2 separate regions of the Rattus norvegicus genome follow, and region 1 is linked to region 2. Evidence: chromatin contacts called from public Hi-C data. All regions are on one chromosome and are shown on one strand. Each heading gives the region's core, a stretch centred on a gene start, on an enhancer-like site or on the middle of the called end of the contact. The rest is flanking DNA. Distances are from core to core; before and after follow the strand shown.

The links. Hi-C and Micro-C count contacts between places; a contact is called where the count stands out from the background.
Region 1: a contact with region 2 is called in a Hi-C map of the A7r5 cell line, with 4 times the contacts expected there. The contact joins two enhancer-like sites. A contact is called at or near these places in 2 of 12 Hi-C or Micro-C datasets (the A7r5 cell line and Schwann cells).

What each region holds. Positions count from the first base shown.
Region 1 is chr1:198,564,197-198,570,858 of GRCr8, forward strand. C1h10orf90 (similar to human chromosome 10 open reading frame 90) reads right to left here. Exons shown (of 9, transcript NM_001163214.3): 3 at 1,267-2,383. Among named protein-coding and RNA genes, the nearest start is that of C1h10orf90, 13 kb to the right of the region's middle. Within about 2 kb of position 1,290, at least 7 of the 93 cell types and tissues checked have an H3K27ac peak or open chromatin away from gene starts, as enhancers often do. A contact at or near this core is called in the A7r5 cell line, where this site is marked.
Region 2 is chr1:198,320,276-198,326,765 of GRCr8, forward strand. The region is part of intron 3 of Adam12 (ADAM metallopeptidase domain 12); the gene reads right to left. Among named protein-coding and RNA genes, the nearest start is that of Adam12, 120 kb to the right of the region's middle. Within about 2 kb of position 3,631, at least 8 of the 93 cell types and tissues checked have an H3K27ac peak or open chromatin away from gene starts, as enhancers often do. A contact at or near this core is called in the A7r5 cell line, where this site is marked.

The DNA.
Region 1 (6,662 bases), core at 40-2,539, 240 kb after region 2:
TTCGAAGTGTTCAGCTTGAGCGCTTGCCTTAAATACGAAAGTGGCATTTATCTTTCGAACACAGAATGACTGCTTGCATTTTCCTGAATGCAGTGAGTCTGTTGATGCAGGCGTTTCAATAGTTTAATCAATCCAAAAGCTATATTGAATTGACGCTAAAGATCTCTGAACATCCAATATATCTACACTTGTTAAAATTAATTACATCATTTAACGCTTCCACATGCATTATAGTTTTTAAGTGTTTTACAGTCATTTTTATTTAATTAATAAATGCTAAATGGATAAGAAACTCATGCTGTAAAATTATTATGCATATGCTGCCTTTTCAGTTTTACTATTATTTCTTTTAAATATTTTCCCCAAGTGGAAAGTCCATGACTCATAAACCAGTCACTCTCACAGAAAGTACAACTGAAACAGAGACAGAGAAATCTGGGCTGCTTCCCTCTCTCCAAGACAGACTCGTTTCCTCTCCTGAAAGCCAAAGGGTCTCTGGGAAGCCCACCTGGGAAATTCTGTCTGGCCCTGAAATAGCAGAAATAGCAAAAAGGCCCAGCCAGGAAGGATGCTGCAGACACAACCCAGGACACATGATTCCTTTTGCCGATGATTGGTAAAGAACATTCCAACTTCCCCATTAGAAAACATGCTGTACTTACAATACTCCCACACACTCACACACACACACACACACACACACACACACACACACACGTGCGCGCGCACACACACACACACACACACACACACACACACAGAGAGAGCATTATACAACTCAGATATAGTTTTTAAATGTTGGTGCTAACACACTTATCAATGATAGGATTAAAAAGTAAAAACCTCAGAATTCTAGAACTCTCAATATTTAGTCGGTGGACCCCTGAGGAGTTAAAAACAGAGTATGGGTGTGGGTGTTGTTTTATTCTACTTACCCTGTTTTGGAATGTGGGGTGAGCATGCTCTGTTCTGTTCCAGCTGCTCTGGGAACCACTGCTTGCTATGGATTGCCTGTATGACCTGGCACTATTGTTGGGAGAGGGATCATGAGTGAAGGTTTCTTATTATCTACAAATGTGTTATTTGAGAACACTTGTCTGAGAATATTTGTTTACTCAGACGTCAGTGCTAACTTATGAGCTGCTGACTTGAGACAGAGATAACCTAATGCTCAATGGGAATGATCTACTGGGATGAGCAGAAGAAATTCAATGGCACTCTCTTAGCTAGACACGGATATTGGGCACCCTCCTGCAGGCTACTCACCAGCCCTGTAACTCCATCCGGGAATATGGATGGAGAGTTGGTTAGAATGGCTGCTATTGGTACATGTTGCATGATCCTCTTTCTCCTTGTGTACTGGGACCTGGTTTCTTCCCACATCTGCAAATTTGACATTTTCCAGTGGAGGGGAGCCAGTCTGAGGGCATGTGCCACTCCCCAAATGTACTGGCACCAATGCTGGGCTCTCCTTCCAGTGACCTTCTTGTGGCTGGCCCCATTGTGAGCCTAGGAGGTCCTGTTTTCCCTCAGAGAGTTCCTGTGATAGAGCTCTGCTGATTGGCTCTCCATTAGCTGGGCTGTCTACTCCATCTGCTGTTAACTGGTGGGAACTACAGCGGAGGCTGAGAGACAGGACAGACCTGTGCATTTTGGGGCTAGCAATTTGAGGTTGCTCAAGGGGGACAGAAAGAGACTTGTCCAAATAGTAAATGGCACTGGGACACTGTTGAGACACCCGGAGGTGGACACAAGAACTAAATACCAGTGGGACTTTTCTTGATGGTGAATTGTCGGAAGAAAAACTGTCCTCATTATCATCCGCATGGGTGACCCAGTAGTCCTGCCTTGCACACAGCCTTGAGTGAGCCTGAGTAACCTTCAGCCCCTCCACAGAGCCATTGCTGGGGAACTCTGTATAGCTGTAGGGTCTATTGTGTTGACATAGATGGGCACCACTAGCCAGAACTGGGGGGTCTTGGAACCCAGCATCCTTGGTCCCGCACTTGGAACACAGTGGGTCCCTAAAAGTGTCCCATACCAAGTTGCTGGCTGGAGGACCCACACGTCGGGCAGTAATGGTGATAGAAGAGAAGCCACTGCGGGGACCTTTGCCTAGATTGTCCCCTGTAGACAGTGGTTCTATCTCCAGTCCTTGCTCATCTGATGGAGCCAAAATTCCTAATCCATCAGGAGATAAAGCAAATGGCCTGTGCTTGCTCACTCCACCGGGCCTAGCTGAAGCTGGCTTTGGAGGACACAGCTGAGGCTGGGCGATTGCTTGTGACAACACAGCTCCATTTTCCATCGATTTCTTTTCATCAATCAGCCGGGAAATGACGACAGGTGATATCATTCTTGTGTTCTGTGATGCCAGTGTCTCCTAGAAAGTAGATAAAAAGTCTCAATTATTCTAGCAGTTCGTGGGAATACAGGTAGTGAACTCTTACAGGTCACGGGGATGCTGGAGAAGGAGCACTTGTACTTCTCATTAAGGCCTTTAAGGTACTTCTTGATGCCAAACCTGAGCATCCTGGAGGGATGGAGACCTAGGTATGTTTGTGAGGAAGTGATGTTCTGGATGTTAGGAAAAATCTAATGTCCAAGTTCACTTTCCGAGACTAGCCAATCAGTCGGCTTCTCTTTCCAGAATGGGATGTACCAAGATGGATATATACCAGTATACAGAGTAGAGCTGTAGCTCAATGCTTCTCTGTGAGGAGCATTTGTCCACACTTTAAATGATCAAGGAATTCCATGCTTCCTAATTAGCAGTTCTTAAGTCCTTATGCAAATCACCATTGTGTAGAATAAGTCTAACGGATAAAGAACAAAAGGGAGAATCCTTGTGTTTTCCTGTATGTGTTATGAGTGCTGCAGAAGGCTGACCCCAGCCCAGCACTTAGTGTGACCACAGCCCAGTACTTAGTGTGTCAGAGCCCTCTGGAACTTGTGTACAAAATTGCTCAGACTCTGAAATAATGATAAAAACCACAGGCTTGGAAGCCAAAGGGCATCAAGAGCAGATCTCAAACCCCAGCACATCTGAGAATCACCTAGAAAGTTGTGAACACAGGTTCCCCTGGCAGGTCTGAAATTCTGAGTGTAGGGTATTGAGGACTTTGCCCACATGCATACACCAGTGGTCCTGATGGAAGTGACTTAGAGAGCACGAACAGAGTCACGGCTGGTCTGCTGCCATCGTAATAAACAGCACCTATAAGGAGTGCGCCTAGGTACCATGAAAGAAAGATTAGGGTTTGCCTTTTCCAAGATGTAAGAGAACAAGGGGAGGATTTGCATTTCCTTTATGGCAGATTTAACATTCATTAAATAGTTAAATAATATTCTCTTCTATCTGGACACATGACTCTGCATATGACCCGGTGATGACACAAGCTAGAGTCGATTGGGAAAAGGGACTCTCGATTGAGTAAATGCCTCCATAAGACTGGCCTATAGGCACATCTGTAGTACCCACTTTCTTGGTTGATGATTGGGATGGAAGAACCCAGCCCACTGTGGGAGACGCAATCCCTGGGCTGGTTCTCCTGGGTGCAGCTGGAAAACAGGCTGAGCATGTCATAAGGAGCAGGCCAGTAAGCAGCATTCTGTGTAGAGCAGCCTGGCCTTGAACTTGGAGATCTGCCTGCCTCTGCCATCCAAACGCTGGGATTAAATGGATATGCAACCATGCCCGGCCCCCTCAGTTTCTATGCCTTTGTTTACTTTGTAAAAATATGTGAGAAGTCGCAAATTTCAAAAGAATTTGAAGGGTGGTGAATGGGGAGTCCATTTCAAACTTCCTTCAGTGTTTAAAAGCAAAATATTTTCAACTCTTAGACAACACTTCAAGCATCTCTTCCAATTCAAGGTCATTCCAAAGTTTAAGGTCAACCTGGAGGAGTCTCCAGCTGCAAGTGGAGATGTCATCTTAGCACCTCTGATGCTACAGTACAGAACAATAATTACCTGTAGTTTGCAAGACCCAGAAGCCCGTGCCTCCACCTTATACAAATCAGTAGAGAAGCTAGGGGACTGAAGACAGGTTAGAGGAAGTCAGTGCTTTCATAGTGTCTGTTTCTATCAGGCTTCCCGTGTCTCTGTGGCACTCTCCTACTCCACGCTTCTCCCTGTAGCACTCCCATGGCTACGATTTGCATACAAGAAAATGACAGTGCACCTGGAGCCCATTTGACAGTACACAGTCCCTCCCATCCTCGTTAAATTTAGTTCCGATAATAATTGTTCCTGTGTACCCCGCAATGGGTGTAATCATACCCAGTGGGAATTCCTTTGACAATTGATCTTTGAAGGAAAAAAAAAAAAAACCCAACTTGGAACCTGCAGTGTTGCTCTTACTCCATAGGGCAGTGTTTCCTCAAATTTGGACCAGTGACAACCTATGCTTAAAAATCTCATAGAGTGGGAGTAGATAGCTGAACACCTTAATCTCCAGGCTTAAGTTGAGTCAGGACCTGTTGGGATGAGGTCTAGAGTCTGTATTTGTAACCAGCCCCTTGTCCTTGACATAGACATAGAGGAAAGAGGGTGAACTGATTTAGGACATGAAATACATCCTGAGTCATGGTTCTTTAGAGGCCCCAGACCTCAGAGAAGCTTTGATTTGCATGGCTATAATCCAAGAAAAAGATTGAAATTGAGTCTGTTAAAAGGCACCCCCTTCCTGGTACTGGTATTGCCAATGTTAAAGAGTTCCCAATCTTGGGCTCAGGATCCTGTAAGAGTCTGGTTCTTGGAATCAGCATGACTGTATAGCTAGGAGTAAAGAGCTGTCAGTTCTGCTTAGAGCTCATACAGAAAAGACCCTGATACTGGCAGTGACTGTCTGGTTCCTCCAGGCAGAGCTCAGAAACATATTTGCTGAGGGCTTCCTTGGGGGCACAGGCCTTGGGCATCATCCCAATAGATCCTAGAGGCCCCGGGGAGCCTGGATAAAGAGTCAGCTGCCATTTCACTACCTGAGGCCTGGAAAGTGTGACTGTGATTCTTGATTCCATCAAAAGGAAGAAGAGAGGGTGACAATGAGATGTGTGAATATGAACTTCTTTCTCAAGCTCTTGTTATTCAGGGTGACACTGTTCCTGGCTGAATCCATGATGGTCAGAACCATGCCCAGGAAAAAACAGATTCTCTTCACCAGCAAGGTATGAAGAACAAAGAGAGGTACCGGTGTGATGTTGTCTCTCGAAGTGAGCCTTGTTTTAGTTTCCTTTCTGCTGCCGTGATAAAATACCCTGACAAAAGTAACAGAAAGGAAAGAAAGAAGGAAGGAAGGAAGGGATAGAGGAGGGAGGGAAGGATAGGAAGGAGAGGGGAAGGATGGGAAGGAGAGGGGAAGGAGGGAAGGAAGGAAGGAAGTGTAGGTGGGTGTATTTAGCTCACAGTTCAAGGTATAGTTCATCATGGAAGGAAAGAGCAGCAGCAGCAGCAGCAGCTAAAAGAAGCTCATCACACTGTGACCACACACACACACACACACACACACACACACACACACACACACACACACACACACAAAGACCCCAGGTCTTACCAGTGAAATGGTGCTACGTGTAAGATAAGTCCCACATCAGTTAACTTCAGAGAAACCCACCCTCCCAGATTTTCCCTAAGTCCCATCTCCCAGGTGATTCTGGATTTTGTCGAGTCAACAATAAACACTAATAATTATAATCATTTGTATAAATTACACTTCCCGTAAATCAGCAGAGATTTGTAGATGATCAATGTGATCAAAGCAGCAGAAGCGTCTCAGTGAACTTGCCTATCACTGCTTTTGGTGTTGTCTATAACTACAGCTATAGGCAAGCCATCTGCTTAGCGAGTCAGATGACAAATATTTATTGGACATTTATCTACATGCCAGGTGCATATTGAGTATTATAAACCCTTGTCTGCTGGAATTCACTGCCTGGGGACAATATCCAAATGATCAGAACAATCGTTAGATTGAGGGTTGACAAAAGATCCCCAAAATAACTTAGAGAAATTAAAAAGGAAACAAAGGACTTTTCACCCTTTAACATATATTCCAATACTCCTGGAAGGCAAGTTTTATTTATCAAATCTAGTTTTTCTCACTGAGACAAATAGATAATCAAATATAATATACAACCCAGGGCTGGGGAGATGGCTTGGTTGGTGAAGTGCTTCTGCACAAGCATAGGAACTTGAATTTAGATCCGCAGTACCCACATAAAAAGCAGGACATGACAGCATGTGCCTATAAGGCAGGATCAAGATGGCCTTATCTCCAAAAATGAGTTTGAAACCAATCAACAAAGACACTGAGTCAACCTCTGGCCTCTATATACACAGGTGAATACAGAGACACAGACACAGACACAGACACAGACACAGACACAGACAGACACAGACACACAGACACAGACACACAGACACACACACACAGACACACACACACACACACACACCACACCACACCACACCAAGAGGAGACAAATTATAAAAGCACAGTTTGTCTCAAATCAAACTACTTTAGGGTGACACCCACCTCTGCCTTTTAACTAAAGGTTATCTAAAGGTGGCTTTGAACAGAGATTTCTTTCATTCTTTCATGTAAAATAAAGTTAAAAGATGTAAGACCTGATTTGAAAGGATTTAGAAAACCATCAGTT
Region 2 (6,490 bases), core at 2,381-4,880:
GGTTGGAAATAGGAGGACTGGAGGTGCTAGCTGGATATTTAGTCTAACCAATCAGTGAGCGTCGAGTTTTGTGAGAGAGCCTGTCTCAAAAAATAAGGTAGCAGAGCTAGAGATATGGTTCAGTGGTGAAGAACACCATCTGCTCTCCCAGAGAAAGCAAGTTCAATTCCTAGTACCCACATGACAACTCAGAACCATCTATAACTCTAGTTCCAAGGGAGCCAATGCCTTCTTCTAGAGTCTGAAAGTACTAGGCAGAGAAATACATGCAGTTAATATATCCATACATTTAATATAAAAATAAATAAATCCTTTCTTAAAATAAGGTAGAGAGTGATAGAGGAAGATACCCAACATTGACCTATGGCCTTCACATGTGCATGTCTTGTGTATGTGTGTGTGTGTGTGTGTGTGTAAGTGTATGTGTGCATTTATATATATATATGACATATACATATGCATGTGTGTGTGTACATCACACTGAAATAAATGAAAATAAAATAGTGAAATCCATAGTTACACACTGATGAGGGCCTAACAGAGCTTTGGAGGGATGGAAATAGTGACTTGAAAGTAACTTACTTTGGGGGTTCTTTTGGTGGTTTTGGAAGGAGGTAGAAAGAAATACTAGTAAATTGGATTGCAGTAGTAGTTATAATACACTGTGAATATACCAAATCACACTGAGCTTGTATACTTTAAAATAGCTATTTTTTATGTGCTATCAATTATGCCTCAATCAGAAAAATCACAACCATAGTGGGTTCTTATAAAAACATCATTTAGCCAATGTTTTCCTCTAGTCTCTTAGATCACATGACTAGCAGTGAGACTGTTGGAATCTGTCTTGGGCTCCAGCTTTTTTCCATTGCCAGCATGATGCTAATATTCAGTGGAGTTATTTTGAAGACGAACCAATGCCATGTACCCATGCTCAACACTGGCTAGCCTGGGAGGCCTCTGGAGGGCACTGTAACTTCAGTGCGAATGAAGCTTGAATGGTGTCTTTGTGACCCAAGGGGTATGTAGTCAGGGCGCAAATTTGATGTGTGTTGTGCATAGTGTCCCCATCTAGAAAATGGGAACATGCTTGGACAGTACTTGCATGGCCATGGCCATTGCTAGAATACTGGAGATGTGTGTGTGTGTGTGTGTGTGTGTGTGTGTGTGTGTGTGTGTGTGTGTGTGTGTGCTTGCACACACAGAACTAAGAGGAGGGGGTATTAGTAGGAACATTACTAACTATCTTATTGCTACATTCTCTGGGGTCTTAGTGGTTAAACGACTTATAAACACCCTTTGGAATTCTCCATGGAAAAGAAAAAGTTCATGAGGGGAAATCAAAGTTTATTTGTTTCTGTTTTTCCAATCCAATCAGTGTCTCCTGACACATACATTTGGAATCTCAGGCTGATTTTACTCCATTATACAAGTTGGTCTCTGCTTGTTTCAATTTACGCTTGCAAAGCTATGTTTGGAGGAAATAAAAGATGCATACAAATCAGATTTTTACAATTCTGATAATATTTTCCCATTGTTCTATATGATACGCTTAGAGTCAATTTATCTTCATTTATGACTTGTTTTCAATTGGCAACTGTTCCTAACACTTTAGTTTTAAGCCTTGTTTTCTTCACAGACTTTGTCAAGTTGTAAAAACATATTCTAAAATGCCCTTGATGTTTTCGGAAAGAACTCCCCTTACCTATTTTGTAAACACTGGCTTTGATGCCTAAGGATTTTTACAAAGCAGGAGAGTAAGTTATATTTCTGGGTCAGTAGTAAACACTAAATGTTCTTACTTGCTTTCCATTGAAATTCCCCAAAGACTTTCAAAATCGAGGCAAAATGAGGCAAATTTAAGCACAATGTAAGCAGTTCTTGTGGCACAGGGGAGTGGGGGCTTGCTTCCCCTCCATGAGATCCTGCAAACACAGCAGTTAGTGAAGCAAGCCTCTGCCTGTCCACGGTGGGTCTCAGCAAAGCGTCTGACCCAAGCTGTGTGAACCTGCTTAATAAAGAGCGAGTTTGCTTTCTTTGAGTTGGAACAGGTATGGAATTTCTACACAAATAACAAACAAAGCCATGGCTGGAACCCCAGGCTCCTCAGGATGCCAAAGTCTCTGTGCTGGGGCAGAAATAGGTAGACACATAATTTAACTGTGGACTTTGACATGGAAAAGAACAGTACACAGTGGTGCCACGTACATGCCTCTTTTTTCTATCACAAGATGCAGTAGACTCTCAAGATCTCATGCAACTTTCTTCTCCTTGTGGAAGCTCCCAATGCCAGGGATGGAACCTAATCAAGGCCGTGTAGAGGGAGGCATAGCCAACCCTTGTGGGAAATTGCCCTCTACCCATGTATACTCACTTCATAACTTTACCTCTTCCTTCCTTTTTCCCCTCTAGACATATTCATCACATCTGTATGTCCAGAGCGTCTGAGATGGCTACAGGACACTGCAAGGAGCATACTCATATTATGTTATCACTCATCCATGCTCAAGCAATAGGGACAATATTGTAAGAATCCCACCTAGAGTGGCCTAGCCATCAAATCTTTTTGCTAGGTTTCTTCTGCTTAATTCCTGGATGATTCTGCAGCAGGCAAATGAAATGACTAGTAATAAGTGTGTAATTGAAACCAGATTGGGCATTTATTGATTCTTACTTTGTGTTCACTCAGCTCACACATCTTCCAAACTTCTCTTAGCACTCTGGGAGGCAGGGACTAATAATGTTAATCTCCATGTAGACTCAATGAAAGCAACTTCTAGTGGTGTGTGTGTGTGTGTGTGTGTGTGTGTGTGTGTGTGTGTTGGGAGCATGATATAGGGGTAGCTTGAGGAATTCATATTGACTTCATTGAATGAGTAAACCATACATTCTTAAATTTCTGGGTTTTGCTTTTTTACCCCTTTTCTTCCTTTTGTTTATGCATTGAGACATGGTCTCATGTAGTCTAAAATGTCCTTTATCTCCAAATGTAGTCAATGATGACCTTGACCTCTGAATCCTCTTGCCTCTACCTAAGTCCTGACATTACAGCCATGTACCAACCACTACATCTGGTTTAATGAAGTGCTAGAAATTGAAGCCAGGGCTTTGCACATGCTAGGCAAGCACTCTTTCAACTGAGCTCCATCCTTCATCACTAATGCTGGCTATTTGAAAATGAAAACACCTACAATAAAACATGCCTTATTTCTCAGAGACATGTAAATATCTAAGCATTTTGGTGAAGTTCCCGGATGGGAGATGGTGCTGACATCTCTATCCTTAGTCTAGCTTGCAGCTTGGAGGGAAAAGGGCCTTTGACAGAGTTACGATGGTAATGGCGTTCTTGCAGGGAAACAAGTATGACTCTAGTGACTGACTGCAACAAGTTTCTCAAATCCTACATTGACTAGTTGAGCAAAAATTCATAGTACTATTCAGATCTGGTGGTGAGCTGGGAGTAGAAAATTCCTGTTGCTTAAATTCTCGTCATTTCCAGACTGCCTACTCATGTTTTGGTTATTCTGTGGTGATTCAAAGATAAGTGTTCAGCCATAAAATAGTGGGCTAGATTGTCTTGAGTACTTAGAAACGAAGGCTAAGATATCTAAACAATTCATCAAATGTGTCTCTGATGCATAGTATTGTGTATGCCTCTAGTCCAGCATTGGTAGTAATCATGAGACATCTGTAGCACAGCCTGTACCTTCATCTGGCCCGAACAACACGCTGAGAGATAAGACCACTAGTAAAAGACATCTGGGGAACAAACATGAGTCATTGGCTCCTTACCATACTGCCTATATTGGAGGTAACAAACACAGCCTGCTGATAAGAGGTTGTGAGGGAGGGCAAGGGATGCTCTTCGAAGTGGAAGAACAGGCCTGGAAAGTTTCTGGAAATCTTTGACTAAGTATGTGTTGGGGAATCATGGTAACTGCCATAGGAAGATTATACTCTTAGCTAAACAGTGGGGCCCTAAATCTGCTCCTCTAGCAGGTTAAGTGCAGCTTAAAATCTACGCAGCTTTTACTGATATCTATTATTGTATGTGTCTGACATTGAGGACCCCATAAAGAGCTCCCAAGTAGCTTGTATACCATTAGTACCTTCAATCTTAGTAATAGGGACAATGAAAAGCACACACTATGACAAAGCTGCATGGGACAAGAGAAGGGGAAAACTCCACTTGAATTGGGATAAGACAGGAGGCTTAGAAACAACACGAAAAGCTCTGGAGAAGGTGGTCTCAGGCTGTACGCTTGAGACTATATAGATGGCAATGCACCAAGTGAAGGAAAGGATGGGTGTCTAATCTTGATTGTCTACTTGACTGGACTGAGAAACTTACATTAATAGACTAGCCTCTGAGCATGTCTGTGAGGGTGTTTCCAGCCGTGTTTCCTTCGATCAGGAGGACACTGAGTCATTGCTGGATTCAGGATCTGAACAGACTATTTAGAACAGCGGTTCTCAACCTTCCCCATACTGTGACCCTTGAATACAGTTCCTTATGTTGTGGTGACCCCAATCCTAAAACTATTTAATTGCTAGTTTGTAACTAAATTTTGCTACTGTTGGGAATCAAAGTGTAAATATTTGACATGCAGCACATCTGATATGTGACCCCTGAGGGGGTTGAGACCCACAGGTTGAGAAGCCCTGACTGAGTGGAACTGCTGAAAACAAAGCTCATAGCATTCATTGGCAATGCGCCACTGTAGAATATATTTTGGCCCCAGATCCTTCCTGCTCCATCTCTTTTACTCTTGCTATCATGAGGTAAGCAAGTTGGCCACATTCATCCACCACAATGAGCTGCCTCAGCACAGGCCTAGAAGCAAAACAATCAACTGACCATGGACTAAAACTCCTGAAAGCACAAGTCAGAAGCAAATCTTTCCTCCCTTAACCTTTTTCTAAGGACTTTGGTCATGGTGATAAAAATCCCATCACTAACACAGGTGGAACTAGACAAGAGAGCATTGAGGGCAGAGACATGGAGGTGTTGGCTGTGGAGGAGAAGCCAGCAATGCATGATAAGGAGTGGAGGAAGCCTGCAATATAGGATGAGGAGTGTTGAGGAGGTGCTAAGCAGGAGTGAACACAAAAAGAAAGAAGAAAGTGGGATTGTAACATAGAGTCCTACCATGGAGACACCTAGAAACACTAGGGCATCCCCTCCTGGGATAGTATCAACTGTCGACCTGACAGACCTAGAAATCACCCAAGAGACAAGCCTCCAGGCACACCTATAAGGGGTTGTTCAGATTAGGTTAGCCTCTAAGCATGTCTTGATTTGGCTAATTAGGATACAAAAAACCACTATGAAGGATGGCAGCACATACCCGAGGCTTGGGTCCTGTAGTGCCTAAAAGAAGTGAGATAGTGGAGTATGGGCATTCATTGCTTTCTGCTTCCTGATTGTGGAAGCAGTATAATCAGATGCCTCAAGGTGCTGTCATGACTTCCTGTTTTGATGGGCTATACTCTTTAACTGTAATCTGAAGTAAATCCATCCTTTTTCCTTAGAGAGCTTTGGGCATTTTTATCTCAGAATAGGAAAAGTGCCTAATATAGCTCCCAGCAATGGGGATCAACTAGTGGTGTCCTAGGGTTTCTATTGATGCTATGAAACACCATGACCAGAAAAGCAAGTTGGAGAGGAAAGGGTTTATTTGGCCTACATTTCACATTGCTGTTCATCATCAAAGGAAATCAGGACAGAAACTTAAGCAGGGCTGGAACCTGGAGACAAGACTGACACAGAGGCCAAGGAGGGGTGTTGCTTACTGGCTTCGCTCCACATACCTTGTTTACCCTTCTTTCTTATAGAACCCAGGACCATCAGCCCAGAGATAGTACCGCCCACAATGAGCTGAGCTCTTCTCCATTGATCACTAATTGAGAAAATGCCTTACAGCTTGATCTCACAGAAGCATTCCCTCAACTAAGGCTCCTTCTTCTCTGCATCAAGTTGACACAAAACCAGCCAAGTAGAAAGGGTGAGTGGGCACAGCACTGTTGAGCACTAAACTATGTTTTGGAAAGAGCACCAAGTTGGTAGTAGCAAAAAAAAAAAAAAAATTGAGGAGTGGATGAGTTGGGAGATTGCTCTAACATCTTTGTAAGATAAATTGGTGGCCAGAAATTTCTGGAAAATTATTGAGTTGACTGTTGAAACAACCCATGTGTGAATCCATGTGAACGTGGAGGAGGATTAGAAGGAATAACAGCATGTCCTAGAGAGTCTGAAAGAAGGAACGTGGGAACTCAAACCAAATGTAGACAATGAAAGGCATTTCTGTTGGCCCAAGAAGAAGGGCAAGTGAACATTTGGGAATAACCACCACCCACAGGGGCCTGGAGCTCAGGCTAGCAAGCCTGAATTAGAAGATGATGGACCGTTACCGGGCAATGGGTAGCATGGCAGTGACAATTCCTTTTGGAACTTTACAGCAGTAGGAGATAGATGTCAGAGCACTCCCAT